3 separate regions of the Mus musculus genome follow, and regions 1 and 3 are each linked to region 2. The links are chromatin contacts, called in public promoter capture Hi-C maps. All regions are on one chromosome and are shown on one strand. Each heading gives the region's core, a stretch centred on a gene start, on an enhancer-like site or on the middle of the called end of the contact. The rest is flanking DNA. Distances are from core to core; before and after follow the strand shown.

What was found. Promoter capture Hi-C pulls out the DNA fragments that hold promoters and counts their contacts. Capture Hi-C pulls out chosen DNA fragments and counts their contacts.
Region 1: a contact with region 2 is called in a promoter capture Hi-C map of neutrophils, with 3 times the contacts expected there. The contact joins the enhancer-like site here to the promoter of Reps1 in region 2. A contact is called at or near these places in 2 of 39 promoter capture datasets (the 3T3-L1 cell line and neutrophils), 1 of 15 datasets of contacts at CTCF or cohesin (large pre-B cells), 1 of 115 datasets of contacts at active chromatin or transcription factors (thymic regulatory T cells) and 3 of 9 other capture datasets (adipose tissue, liver and pancreatic islet).
Region 3: a promoter capture Hi-C map of pancreatic islet shows a contact between it and region 2. The contact joins the promoter of Ect2l here to the promoter of Reps1 in region 2. A contact is called at or near these places in 20 of 39 promoter capture datasets (the 3T3-L1 cell line, the C10 cell line, the HPC-7 cell line and 12 more), 3 of 15 datasets of contacts at CTCF or cohesin (CD8 T cells, the NIH/3T3 cell line and embryonic stem cells), 81 of 484 Hi-C or Micro-C datasets (the 63-12 cell line, B cells, the BV-2 cell line and 52 more), 24 of 115 datasets of contacts at active chromatin or transcription factors (CD4 single positive thymocytes, the SCID.adh cell line, bone marrow-derived dendritic cells and 14 more) and 5 of 9 other capture datasets (adipose tissue, embryonic stem cells, liver and 2 more).

What each region holds. Positions count from the first base shown.
Region 1 is chr10:17,917,084-17,921,107 of GRCm38.p6, reverse strand. All of the region lies in intron 1 of Heca (hdc homolog, cell cycle regulator), which reads left to right. Among named protein-coding and RNA genes, the nearest start is that of Heca, 29 kb to the left of the region's middle. Within about 2 kb of position 1,862, at least 63 of the 459 cell types and tissues checked have an H3K27ac peak or open chromatin away from gene starts, as enhancers often do. A contact at or near this core is called in neutrophils and thymic regulatory T cells, where this site is marked.
Region 2 is chr10:18,054,065-18,058,122 of GRCm38.p6, reverse strand. It overlaps Reps1 (RalBP1 associated Eps domain containing protein), which reads right to left and starts at 2,183. Exons shown (of 20, transcript NM_009048.2): 1 at 2,008-2,183. The coding sequence starts at 2,160.
Region 3 is chr10:18,208,705-18,212,472 of GRCm38.p6, reverse strand. It overlaps Ect2l (epithelial cell transforming sequence 2 oncogene-like), which reads left to right and starts at 1,646. Exons shown (of 22, transcript NM_001370991.1): 1 at 1,646-1,714.

The sequences.
Region 1 (4,024 bases), core at 613-3,112, 140 kb after region 2:
CCATTAGAGTTTCTCTTGTGTATATGTATTTACGGCTTAGTTTAAATCTATCAGGCTTATGCCTAAAGAAGACTAAAACTCTCCTAGCAGCCATTGATTGCCTATAGTCCTTCATTCAAAGGTGGGGCCGTGTGAGATTTTCTTAGCCAATATTGGCATGTTAGCTAGTATTTTCTTTAGATAGGTTTTGTTTTAATGGCCATATTGTTGAGATTTCATGGGTACAGCCTCCCTTTCAAGAATAGAAGACACTATCTTGAAGCACATATCCTGGTCCGTTGGGTCTTCTGCCCTATTCTTCATGGTGCTCCATGGTATTGTAGATGTATTAATTTGGGATGAACAGCCAGTTCTTCTCTGCAATGTCAGGTTACCAGACCCTTTAAAAAGTTGTTAGGCCTGAAGTGGAACCCAGTATATAGTATGGAGAGAGATGACAAATTGCCAAGTAACCTTAGCTCTGTTACTGTGTTGTAGAGACTTGAAACTTCTGAGTTTTATCCAGAATGAGCAAGATTGCATAAGAAAAAAAAGTGTATATTTTTTCCTTGAGTACGGGGAAATAGAAGTTGGGTCCTAAATACTTGAGGATAAACCTGTGAAAACTGGTCCTGGAAGGTTTATATACACGATTTTGGTATATATATATATCTGGAGGGCAGGATATGAGTGGTATGTGGAGTATTTGTGTGGTACATTTATGAACATGCTTGTATGTATGTCCCAGGGTTCATGTGAGAGCCAGAAGTTGACCTTGATAGCCTCTACCAGTCTCCACTTTATCTTAAAAAAATAAAACAACAAAACCAAAACAAACCAAAAAGTGTTCCACTAAAGGTGGGGCTGATTGATTGGCCAGCCGGCAAGCTCTAGCAAACTGCATATCTCCCTGCCTGCTCCAGTACTGGGCTTACAGATGAGATGAGGACACCACACCTGGCTTTTATGAAAGTCATGCATGTGTGGGTGACAGGAAGCACCTTACCAGCTGAGCTGTTTCCTCAGCTCTCTAGACATTTTTTTAAACATTGCTGACTGTGTACAGGCCGTTTGCAGTGTCGCTTGTGAGATTATCATGATTTAATGTCTCAGGAGACGGTTGTGATGCATGCTTTTACTGAACGGAGAGTTTCTCTTACTAAAGGGTTTTAGATGTGTCTGGTTAGTTCATCTTATTTCTATCTCTCTGGGACTGCTGTTCTCTTAAGGATTAGGGATTTTAGGTGGTGCTTTTAATCTCAGCATCTGCAAAGGCAGGCTGATCTCTTGAATTTGAGGCCTGCTTTGGTCTGTGTAGCAAATTCAAGACAGCTTAGGCTACATAGTGAGATAGCAACACAACAAAAGAGTTAGGGATTTTATAATATAACTAATTTATCGTAGATATGATTTGGAATCTGTTGGTGCTGTTTTCTTAGAGTCACAAAATCTGATTCTAGAAGTTTTGGTTAGGAAATGAAGAGTGAAGCATCACTCACTTAATTTCTAAGCACTTGTATAGTATATCCAAAACAGAAAAGTGGGAAACAGAATGGGGCAGTTTGCATTTAGTTGGGGAGCTAGCCACAAGGTAGGATGTTATGGTGGGAGTAGTTGAAAGCAATACACAATATAATGGAACTTTGCAGTTTATAAAGGCTACATCCATCTGAGATGAGTAGCAGGTAGGTGCTTTTGTCTTGATGGGTGATGAGTGGCTCAGTGTGGGTCAGCAGCAGAATTAGCACATGCACTCCATCTTTCTTACTCATCTCTGCTGCCTGTCCTGTGTGGTCAGGGGAAGGAGAGAGTGCATGAGAGGATAGGGCAGAAACACAAGTCCCTGTGCTGTCCCCACTGTGCTCTTCCTGTTATTATTTCTAATCATCCTATTGCTTAATCTCCTGCCTTCCTCCCATCCTCACTCTGGGGTTGGAGGTGTGTCAGAGTGTGATGTCTGTTGCGTGTATTACTCAATGTTAAGCAGGCTCTTGACTTTGTATTGTTTTTGTATCCTAGCTACAAAGCCACATTACAGAGGCTGATGTGTAAACATACAGAGCTGGCAAGGTGGAGTGCTGGCCGATATTTGTCAGCCTTTCATTGCTATAATGAAATACCTGAGGCAGGGTATTTATGAAGAGGTTATTTAACTCATAGGTTTGGAGGTTCCAGGGCGTGGTGTGTGCATTGGTCCAGTTCTGTGTGGGCTCTGTATGGCTCTAGTAAGGGAACAGGTGCCCAGTCAGCCAGGTTACTAGGACTGCATTTCAGAAGTATTCCTAACTAACTGCAGACAAAAATCAAGAAATAGAGCAACTCAGTGATCATCCTCTTGCTCCAAGAGACTGAGTGTCCTTCCAAGGGCACAGTTCTTGTTAGGCTGCACCCCGTAAAGGTCCATATCCTCTCATATTGCTACAGTGGGGATCAACACATGCATATATGGGAATACTCAACTATGTCCACATTGTAGCAGGGCCTTTCCACATAGAAATGTGGATGCAGAAAGCAGGTGAGACTTGCTATGATGAGTGATGGTGGGTGTTTAAAGCCACAGGGAGGTGTGGGTAGAGTTATGAAGTTATGTCTTTCTTCCATGTATCTGTATTAGAGCTCTTAAAAAAGATTTATTTATTTAATGTGTATGAGTATACTGTCGCTGTCTTCAGACACACCAGAAGAGAGCATCAAATCTCATTACAGATGACTGTGAGTCACCATGTGGTTGCTGGGAATTGAACTCAGGACCTTTGGAAGAGCAGCCAGTTGTCTTAACCACTGAGCCATCTCTCCAGCCCTAAAGCTCTTAATTCAGTTTGCTGCTTAAGGGTCCAGCTTCCAGGGTCTGTTAGATAGGAGTTGCTTAATGTTCAGATTTAAGTGTATCTGCTGCTCTTTGGAAAGAATCTAAATAGAATTTTTCCTTATTAGTTTACCTTAGTCTTTTTTTTTTTTTTTTAAGGCAAATGGACTTCAGGATTTACATTATGAATAATTGTGAGTGAAGAGATCAGTAGCCACCCTGTTAATCCTGGGTTCATATATCTTAGTTATTATTATTACTACATTTCCAAGATATGCTATTTAAGGCTGTCCCTCTGAAGAATTGAAGGTTAAAGCAACTGAACTTTATTTGACAACATTTTCAAGGACATAGTCCAAGTGGTTGTAGTTACTCAGTATGAATCACTTGTACAGTTTTTTTCAGTGTGCTTTGGTATAATTGGATTTTTGTTCCTCTAGTATTACAGCTCGTTCTTCCTTCTGCTTTTGTCAGGTATGAGTTTTACATGGCAGTGTCTTAATGAAACTTTATTTTGCTCCTGATTGTAAGAGGCCTGGGTCAGGTGGTATAGTAGGTGTGTAAAGGTAGTATTTGAAGCAGTAGGCAGGAAGACCTAATGTTTAATAGATGTCATATCCTTTCTGTTCTAAGCACTGTGTGTGTATGTATGAATTTTTTATCATTAACAACTAAAGTATTTTTATCTGCATTTTCCACAGAAGAAACTGATAAGAAGTAACTTGTCCAAGGGTACTAGCTTGTTTGTAAATCTATGGGTCACAACACCCTTGAACAACCCTTTCACTTAAGACCATCAGGAAATACATATTTAAATTACAATTCATAACAGTAGCAAAACTACAATTATGAAGTAGCTATGAAACTAATTTTATGGTTGGGGTCCCCACTTCATGAAGTACTGAATTAAAGGGTTGCAGCATTAGGAAGATTGAACACTGTAAATGGTACTGGTATACAGGCATCCTGATGGCAGAATCAATGCTCTCGATTACTCGCCTATACAAAATGGGATTTGTACAAATGAGGATTAAGGGCTTAGACTCCTTGGAGGCAGATGGAGGCCCACAGCAGTCATCTAGGGCTGCTCTGCTGAGACCCTGGCACCCTGCTCTGAAGGAGACAACTGGAGTTCAGGAGGCACAGCTAGGATTTGCACAGGCTTAAAGGTATGCCCACCCATGCTGTTGGAAGTGGTGGGAAGTTGTGTTAGTTATTCATTGGGCAGTGGTCAGGTTG
Region 2 (4,058 bases), core at 934-3,433:
TTTGAGAGTCAATTTAAAAGAATGATAATTCTGAACAAGAAAGTTTCATAATATGGAATTTTCCACTTGTGATATTTTGGCCCTCAAAGTTTTCAGGTTAGGAGTACTGCAGATATCCTGGTCAGGGATCGTCAACCTGATCATGTTACTGTGGAAGTCTTGCTTCAGGGATCCTACAATTTCCAACGTGTAATTGAATCCCAAATATTTAAACGACTTAAGCTACCTATGTACAAAGATAATAGAAATTTATTTTCAAATGCCAATACAATTGAGTAAAATATGAAAATAAGTTGGATTCAATTGAACATATCTCAGCTGGAGGTTAATGGACACTAATTTCTATGCCCTAAACATGTAAACACCCTAAAAAAGTCTTGTGTACCATTAGAATGACAAAGTCATTTCCAGTTAACTCTGAACCCCAAAGACATGAGCTAAAATAGAATATGGGGGGCTTCTTGTCCAGAACCTGTAAGTTTTGTACCAAATCCATTAGACACTAGCCCCATATCATTTAACCCATCAGCAAACTATGGGATGTTTTGTGTGAACCCAAGCTAAACCTGGTTTCCTCATCGTAAGAGGGCCATAAAAACAAAAACAGTGAATCCACACAGAATCTGAATTGTTGGGAAAGCCTAAAATTGTCACTATGTTGTCCTCTTCAGCAGCACAGATCTGAGACTTTCTTATCCTTCCCTGGTACCTAAAACACTCACCTTTCCCCACCACACCCCAGGGTTAAGAAAAAATGACAAAATGAAACAAAAGCAAAGTGAGAAAGAATTCACTCCCTAAACCACAGTAGGCACTCGGGTATTGTCTATATTCGAGGTGTGTGTAGAAATTTTTATATCACAAGGGTTTCTGTTAGAAGAAAACTGACTTTCACTCTAAGATGGGCCTCAGAGAACTGGAGGCTGAGGAGGCAGAGTGATGAGATTTCTAAAAGCCTGGAGACTCCTGGCCCAGCCCACACCCACGTCCCAGCACCTGAGCAGTTGAGGGGGCAACAGGACCCTGAGTTCAGGGCTAGTCTGGGATATAAAGCAATAAGCTGTCTCAAAACAAAGTAAAATCAAACCTCTGGCCCAATATTCTGCTTCCACTGCATTATATCCACTTCCATCTCCATGTGTTTGGAGATTTGGATAACTGGCTTGGGATCAATATGAGGATGAAAACTTAAGACGGTTCCTTCCTCCCATACAGTTTAAACAGGCTCTTACTATAGCAGCTATGAATCATTAAGCAGTAGCATTAATGCTCATCACAAATATTAGCACTTCTAAAACAGGCGACAAAGAAGGTTTACCCTTGCTGCTACAGAGTTACGAGTGGCAGAGTTACAGACTGAGGAGACTATCCGCTGTCTGATTCCAGCTGTTCAATAAATCCCAAACCAAACCCACAAGCTCCACTGACTATTCCCGGGAAGGGCACTAGAAGATACTGTCCACCGGCCACCCATTCTACGACCAAGTTCTTTTCACATCTATCTACATGCCAAGTATCAGCCAGAAGTTCAAATTTCTTAGTCTCCCCTAAGAACACAGCTTCCTTAAATTTAAAACAAAACAAAACAACCCCCCCCCTAAAAAAAAAACCCAAACCACCTGCTTCTTGGATACCTTAAGCGTAACAAATCTCACTTCATCGAGTCTGCTCGGCTCGCTCAAAAATCCATATGGCATTTTGCCTGCCTATAGTCGTAACTTTCCTATTGTGCGGGAGTCGAAGAGCTATGTGACTATAGTAGGCATATCCAGCAGACGCTAGGATGCACACACAACCCGAGAGACCCGGGACCTTGCTCTTCCAGTGCACAGGCTGCCGGAGGGATGCAGGCTCCGCAGACCCCCGCCCCCACCCGGACGGCGAGCCCTCCCCCTCCAGGGGTCCCCGCGCACCCCGCTCCCGCACCTGCGGCCTCTGCCCGTCCCCGGGGGAGCCCACTCCCGCTGCCGCTGCCCGGGGCCCGCGCGGCCGGGGACGCGGCGGTACCTGGAGGACCACGTCGTTGGGCAGCTGCGCGGCCCGGAACAGCTCGAGCACTCGCCCGTTGACCACCACCTTCTTGGTGCTCTCGATGTCGCAGTAGGAGAAGAGATCCGAGTAGTATTTCTGCTCGGCGTCGCTCAGCGTCAAGCCTTCCATCTTCGCCTCGGCCCGGCGGCCGCCCCGCCCCGCATGCACCACCCGGGCGCCGGCCCCGCGACCCGGGGCGGCCGGCGGGGTACTGCGCACGGCACGGCCTCCCCGCGGGGCCGCGAGCTCGTGTGGCCCGGGGCAGCCGGCGGCGGTGGCGCGCGGCTGTGCGCGGCCGCAAGCTCGGCGTGGGGAAAAGGAGGCGGCGGCTCCGGGCTCGGCCGCGTCCCTCGGGCTTCCCGCCTCGGCTTCCCCTTCCGCCCACGCGCCCCCCTCCGAGAAGTTGTGGGGCTTCCGAAGTCTAAAGTTTCGGGGGCTCGGGGCTGCGCGTGGCCGCCGCTCCGCCTCCCTCGGCCGCCATTGACTGCGCCCCGGCCCGGCACTGACAGCGGCGGCCGCGCTCCAGACCCGGATGTGAGGCCGGGAGGAGAGAGCGCGAGAGGGAGAGGGAGAGGGAGAGAGAGAGAGAGAAACACCCACCGGGCTGGCTCGGCCGCTCCCGGGAGAGCGGGCCGCAGCGCCCCCTGCTGGCCGGAGCCCCGCGGCACGGCGGGGCGCGGCGAGTGGCCCTGGGCGCCCTCCGCGAGGACCCCAGGCTGGGGGCACTTGGGGACCGACCGGCGTCCCAGCGACGCGGAGGGTTCAGGTCGCACTGCGGGCTGGGGTGCGGCAGCTTCTGGCGTGCAGCATTTCCTAACGGTTTGCACTTAACGAGGATAAGTGCATCGCTTTGCGCCGTCCACTGAAGCAGGGAAGCTTGCTCAGGTGTGGACGCTTAAACCAAGGCTGAACTCGATCTGGTCCCAAGCCGGGTCTTCTGTAAAACCAAGTTTGAAAAAATAGAAATAAAGAAAAAAAAAGTCACCTTTTTTTTTTTTTTTTTTCACCGAGAACCAAATACTGTCGGTTTATGCCATCCACTCGGGAAACCTGTGTAGGCCTTCAGCCAACTCCAGGCCCTCTTGTTGCTCACCATCCCTTCCTTCCTCTGGGGGGTGGGGGGGGGGGAGTCTTAATCTGCATCTGTCTCTGGAGTTCATAGACCCTTAACGAGCCTTTAATCTTTTAAAAGTATTTCTTTCCTGAAACTCTATGAAGTCAGGCTGGACTTGAACTCTTGATCCCCTGCCTTTTCTTTCCTAGTGAAGGGATACCATCACCAGTCAGCCCGCGACCTTGTCAGCATTAAATATGAAGTATTTCAGAAACGGGAGCCAAGGAAGATTACACAGAGGGCTTTTCAAGTTTGGTTTTTATTCTCTGTTACATAGAGCCCATTAAGGGGACATCATTATAAGAATGAGCAGACATAGAGGGCTGGGGATATAGCTCATTTGTTAGAGCACTGTGTGCACAACGCCCTGGGTTCTATTCCCAGCACTGCATAGATCAAGTGTGGTGGTGCTTACCTGTAATCCCAGCCATTTGGGAGGTAGAGGACAGGAGGATCAGAAGTTCAAGGTCATGTTCAGCCTCACAGAACACAGAAGGCCAACCTAGACCCTATCTCAAACAGCCCAGAAAACAGAAAGAAGAACTCTGGCACCAAATGCCTCCTTTGGAGGCTAAATCTAAATGAACGTCTGTGAAGCTCTTTATGTAAGTCTTTATAGATGCCACTTTGTGGCGATATTTTCATGTTACTCTACTTCATATAGTGCTTAGTACGTCTTACAATTCATACTCACAATTGCAGTTTGGGTATGTGTGTGTGTGTGTGTGTGTGTGTGTGTGTGCATTTTTAAAAGATAGGTTCAATGAGGTAGGGACTGATTCCTGCTGTCACTGGTCTCTTTTCCCCTGCCACCTCCCCATGGCCTAGCAGCTCTATCCTGCCCTAAGCCTTTGTTCCTTCTGAAACCTCACACAGACATTTGCACGTTCCTTCTCCTGTTCCGAGGGCTCCG
Region 3 (3,768 bases), core at 397-2,896, 150 kb before region 2:
ATTGCCCACTCACTCCTGTTGGAACTTGTTTTAAAACTGTTAAAGTGAGTTTACACAGCATAAGGCCTTTTCATACATTCTTGGTTGTGTTTGACTCCCCTCTACCCCCTGCCATACACCACAACACTCATTCCTGCTTAACTATACTCTAGCAACACCCCACACACACACACAACACACACTTCCATAACACATTTGCTTTGTGTTCAGCCCCTTAAGACCTCCTAGCCCTTATATGGCTGTTTCCTGACCTCAAAAACCCACACAAATCTAAAAATGTGAAGCTAGGGCCCACACGTGAGAGAGTCATTTGTGCTCTGGGCCTGGGTTATCTCAGCATCCTATTCTTCAGTTCCATCCATTTGCCAGGAAATATCAGGATTTCTTTTTCCTAACGTCTACATAAACTGGCATCATGTGTGTTTAGGCTATTCATTTGTTAGCTGATGTCAGTAGAGAAGGAATCCCTGTGTTAGACTGTAGAATCCTTTGGGTGTATGCTCAGAAGTGGTACAACTGGGTCATACGATAGTTCTTTTTTTTTTTTTAAAGATTTATTTATTTATTTTATATGAGTACACTGTAGCTGTCTTCAGACACTCCAGAAGAGCACATCAGATCCCATTACGCTGGGAATTGAACTCAGGACCTCTGGAAGAGCAGTCAGTGCCCTTAACCTCTGAGCCATCAGTAGTTCTAATTTCAGCCTTTGGAGACCCTTCCATATGGATTTCCATAGTGGCTGCAGCAGTTTATATTCCCACTAACAGTGGGTAGCCATTGCCCTTCCTCCATAGGCTGCTCAGCATGTAGAGGCCTGGAGATAGCCATTCTGATTAAGGTAAGACAGAATCTCAATTTTAATTTTCCTTCATGCCTAGCCACTCTTAGAACATAGATGTTGCAAAATCATTGTATTTTATTGAGTTATAGATGACCTCATAAAATCTACTGTTAGAGCAAGCTATTTTAACTTCGTTGTGTCTCCGTTCAGACTTCATCCCTGGATCTTGTTTAGCCTCACCATTCATAGGATTTTTAACTTTCCCATGCTTGAAGTATTGTGAAATCTTTCTGTTAAATTCAAAAGAAGTGGGAAGAGGGTGGCTTTACGATAAGTCTGCTCAGGCATCTTGACCAAAGCAATTAGAATCATGTTGATGTTCTGTCTTTCTGACTCCTGTATTAACTAATACTGTTTAAAAAAAAAAACTTTAAAATTTTTTGAGGATTTGCTAAAGATGAACATGAGAAAGGGTAAGAAACGTTACCTTTGCCATCTCAGTGCTTTAAAATTGCTGGCTAGTGTAAAGCTAAGCAGAATTTGGCAGACAGCAGCTGTGCATTTGTCACCTCTTCCCAGCAACTTGAAGGCCCTCGAGATCCAGCTGCAACTGCCTGGGACCGGCGGCCAGCAAAAGAAATCCACCTAGAACTTGAGAGAACAGAGGGAAGGTGACAACCTTCAGGAGCCTCCTGAAGCAAAGACCGAGGTTGGCCACTGGAGTGCAGCACCGAGCAAGGGACACCGGACCTGTGGGGCGTGGTGGCAGCGTGTGTTGTCTTGTGTGTTGTCTTCCCTATGGAGATGGGGGCACACGTGCCCCACCTGCCTCCCTAGGCTGTGATCTGGAAAACTGCCTTCATTTCCTGCACAGTGCCAAGAGGAGACTGCTGCCTGGCCAACGTGCTCAGCCCTTGGCCTCTCCTCGAGGTAAAGCTCTTCCCTTCTTGGAGATGTCTTTTCCTTGGGGCTTCTGGAAAAACCTTGAGCAGCGCTCCATGGTCTTGGAGACCTCTGTCAGGGTCACGTTTGAGTTGGGTGGTGGCAACTTTCCTCCTCCAGAGCACTCTAGAGTGCTCCAGCACTTTGGAAAACACTAATATTTCACAGGATCCCAGATTGGCTCATACCAACTCCCCCACCCACCCCCTGTCTCTTCTCACTCTTTTTGCTACTCTGGAGTCCAAAAGATGTGGGACGAGGCTGTATGGCTAATAAAGACGAGACTAAGGCTCTATAGTAACTGGTCTGTTGTTCTCAGGTTTCATATGCTAGATTTTATGACTATGGTGAATAATTCCGACACATTGCTAAATGTTTATCTCTTGAGAAGTACTGGCGTTGTGCTTATTAATAAACATTGCTCCAAGTATCAGAACAGTTTCCTGGCACGGTCTGTGTTCAAGTTCACTCAGTTCAAGCAGTGGTATGCACATCCTGCCTGTGGCGTTCTGGCTTCAGGAACTTTGTTGTTTGTGTTGTTGAGGGGCCTCAGAAATGGTGTTCTAAAAACACTAATTTTAGGGGGAGAAAAATAGGAGTGAAGGAAATTTTTAAAAATGTTAGTGCAGTTACCTCTTGTTTTGATTTAGTAGCTTTAAGTCAGTGAGCATAATTACCATTTAAAATACCAGTACAAGTCTCATTTTTCCTTAATTTGTCTGTCTGTCTCTTTCTCTCTGTCTCTGTCTCTGTCTGTGTGTGTGTGTGTGTGTGTGTGTGTGTGTGTGTGTGTGTGTATCTAAATAGCTCAGCCTAGTCTCCAATTCACTGTGCTGGTTTTAACTCCAGATCCACTTGCCCTCACCTCCCAGAACTGGAGTTACATGTATATGACACTACGCCAGCTTATCAGCTTTATATGGGTGAAATCAGGGTTTCATGCTTGCTGGCCAAGCACTTTCACTTTACCTACTGAACTACATCCTCAGCCCCAGGAATTATCATTCATGTGTGTGTGTGTGTATAGTATGTATATGTAGTCAATGGTGCTTCAGTGCACACATTCCCTCAAGACATCTCATCACTTCATTGCCTATTATGTCCTGCATATTTAATATAAATATACACACTGGCTTGTACTCACATTAAATTATGCTCCCGATGTGGGGAAATGAACTTGACTGGCATTGTGTTTCCTTTCCGATTTTTCACATTTTTGTGTCTTGCAGTTCTTCCCTGTAGTCGGTAGACGGCCCCTTTAGAAGATGTTTTTGAAGGAATTACACTTCAGACACTAACTGAAGCTCTTTCCAGTTTGCATGTGTGAGCTGTAAAGTGCCAAATGCATTCACCTCTCTGCCATCTAATAACACTTAAAAAAAAGTATTAAAAAAAGTATTGTGTGAGCTGGATGCGGTGTCATACCTCTTTAATCTCCCCACCAAGGAAACTGAGCCAGGCAGATTTCTGTGAGTTTGAGGCCAGCCTGGTCTACATAGTGAGTTCCAGGACAGCCAGGATTATGTAATGAGAGTCAAACTCAAAACAATAAAATTAATGTGTGTGTGTGTTCTGTCTGTCTGTCTGTCTGTCTGTGTGTATGAGCACTGGGATACCCAGAGCCCAGAAAAGAGTTGAAATTAGAAGTACCTCATGTGGGTGCTGGGAGCTGAACTCCACAAGAGTTGAGAACAGAAAAGCTGAGCTATCTCTCTGCCGTCTTGTTTATGAGATGCTAACTGCAACCTCTGCAGGAATGAAGCAGGACTGGGGGGATGCAGCAGGACTCCTGCGCTGCATTTCTCCACCTACAAAACAAACCACTCAGGGAAACAGTTCCTATTTATACGAACAGTGAAGCAAGGCTCTCTATAGACCAGTTGGTGCCCAGCCAGTTCATCTCTTAATCCAGGTGTAGTTGTTCAAAAAAGAAAAAGGAAACAAGACAAACACAACAGTTTTTCCTTCCCACTCACACACTTGCTGAGTGCAATACTTCGTTCTGCTCACCAGAATGGGAGCTAGCTCTCTACAAGTCCTCC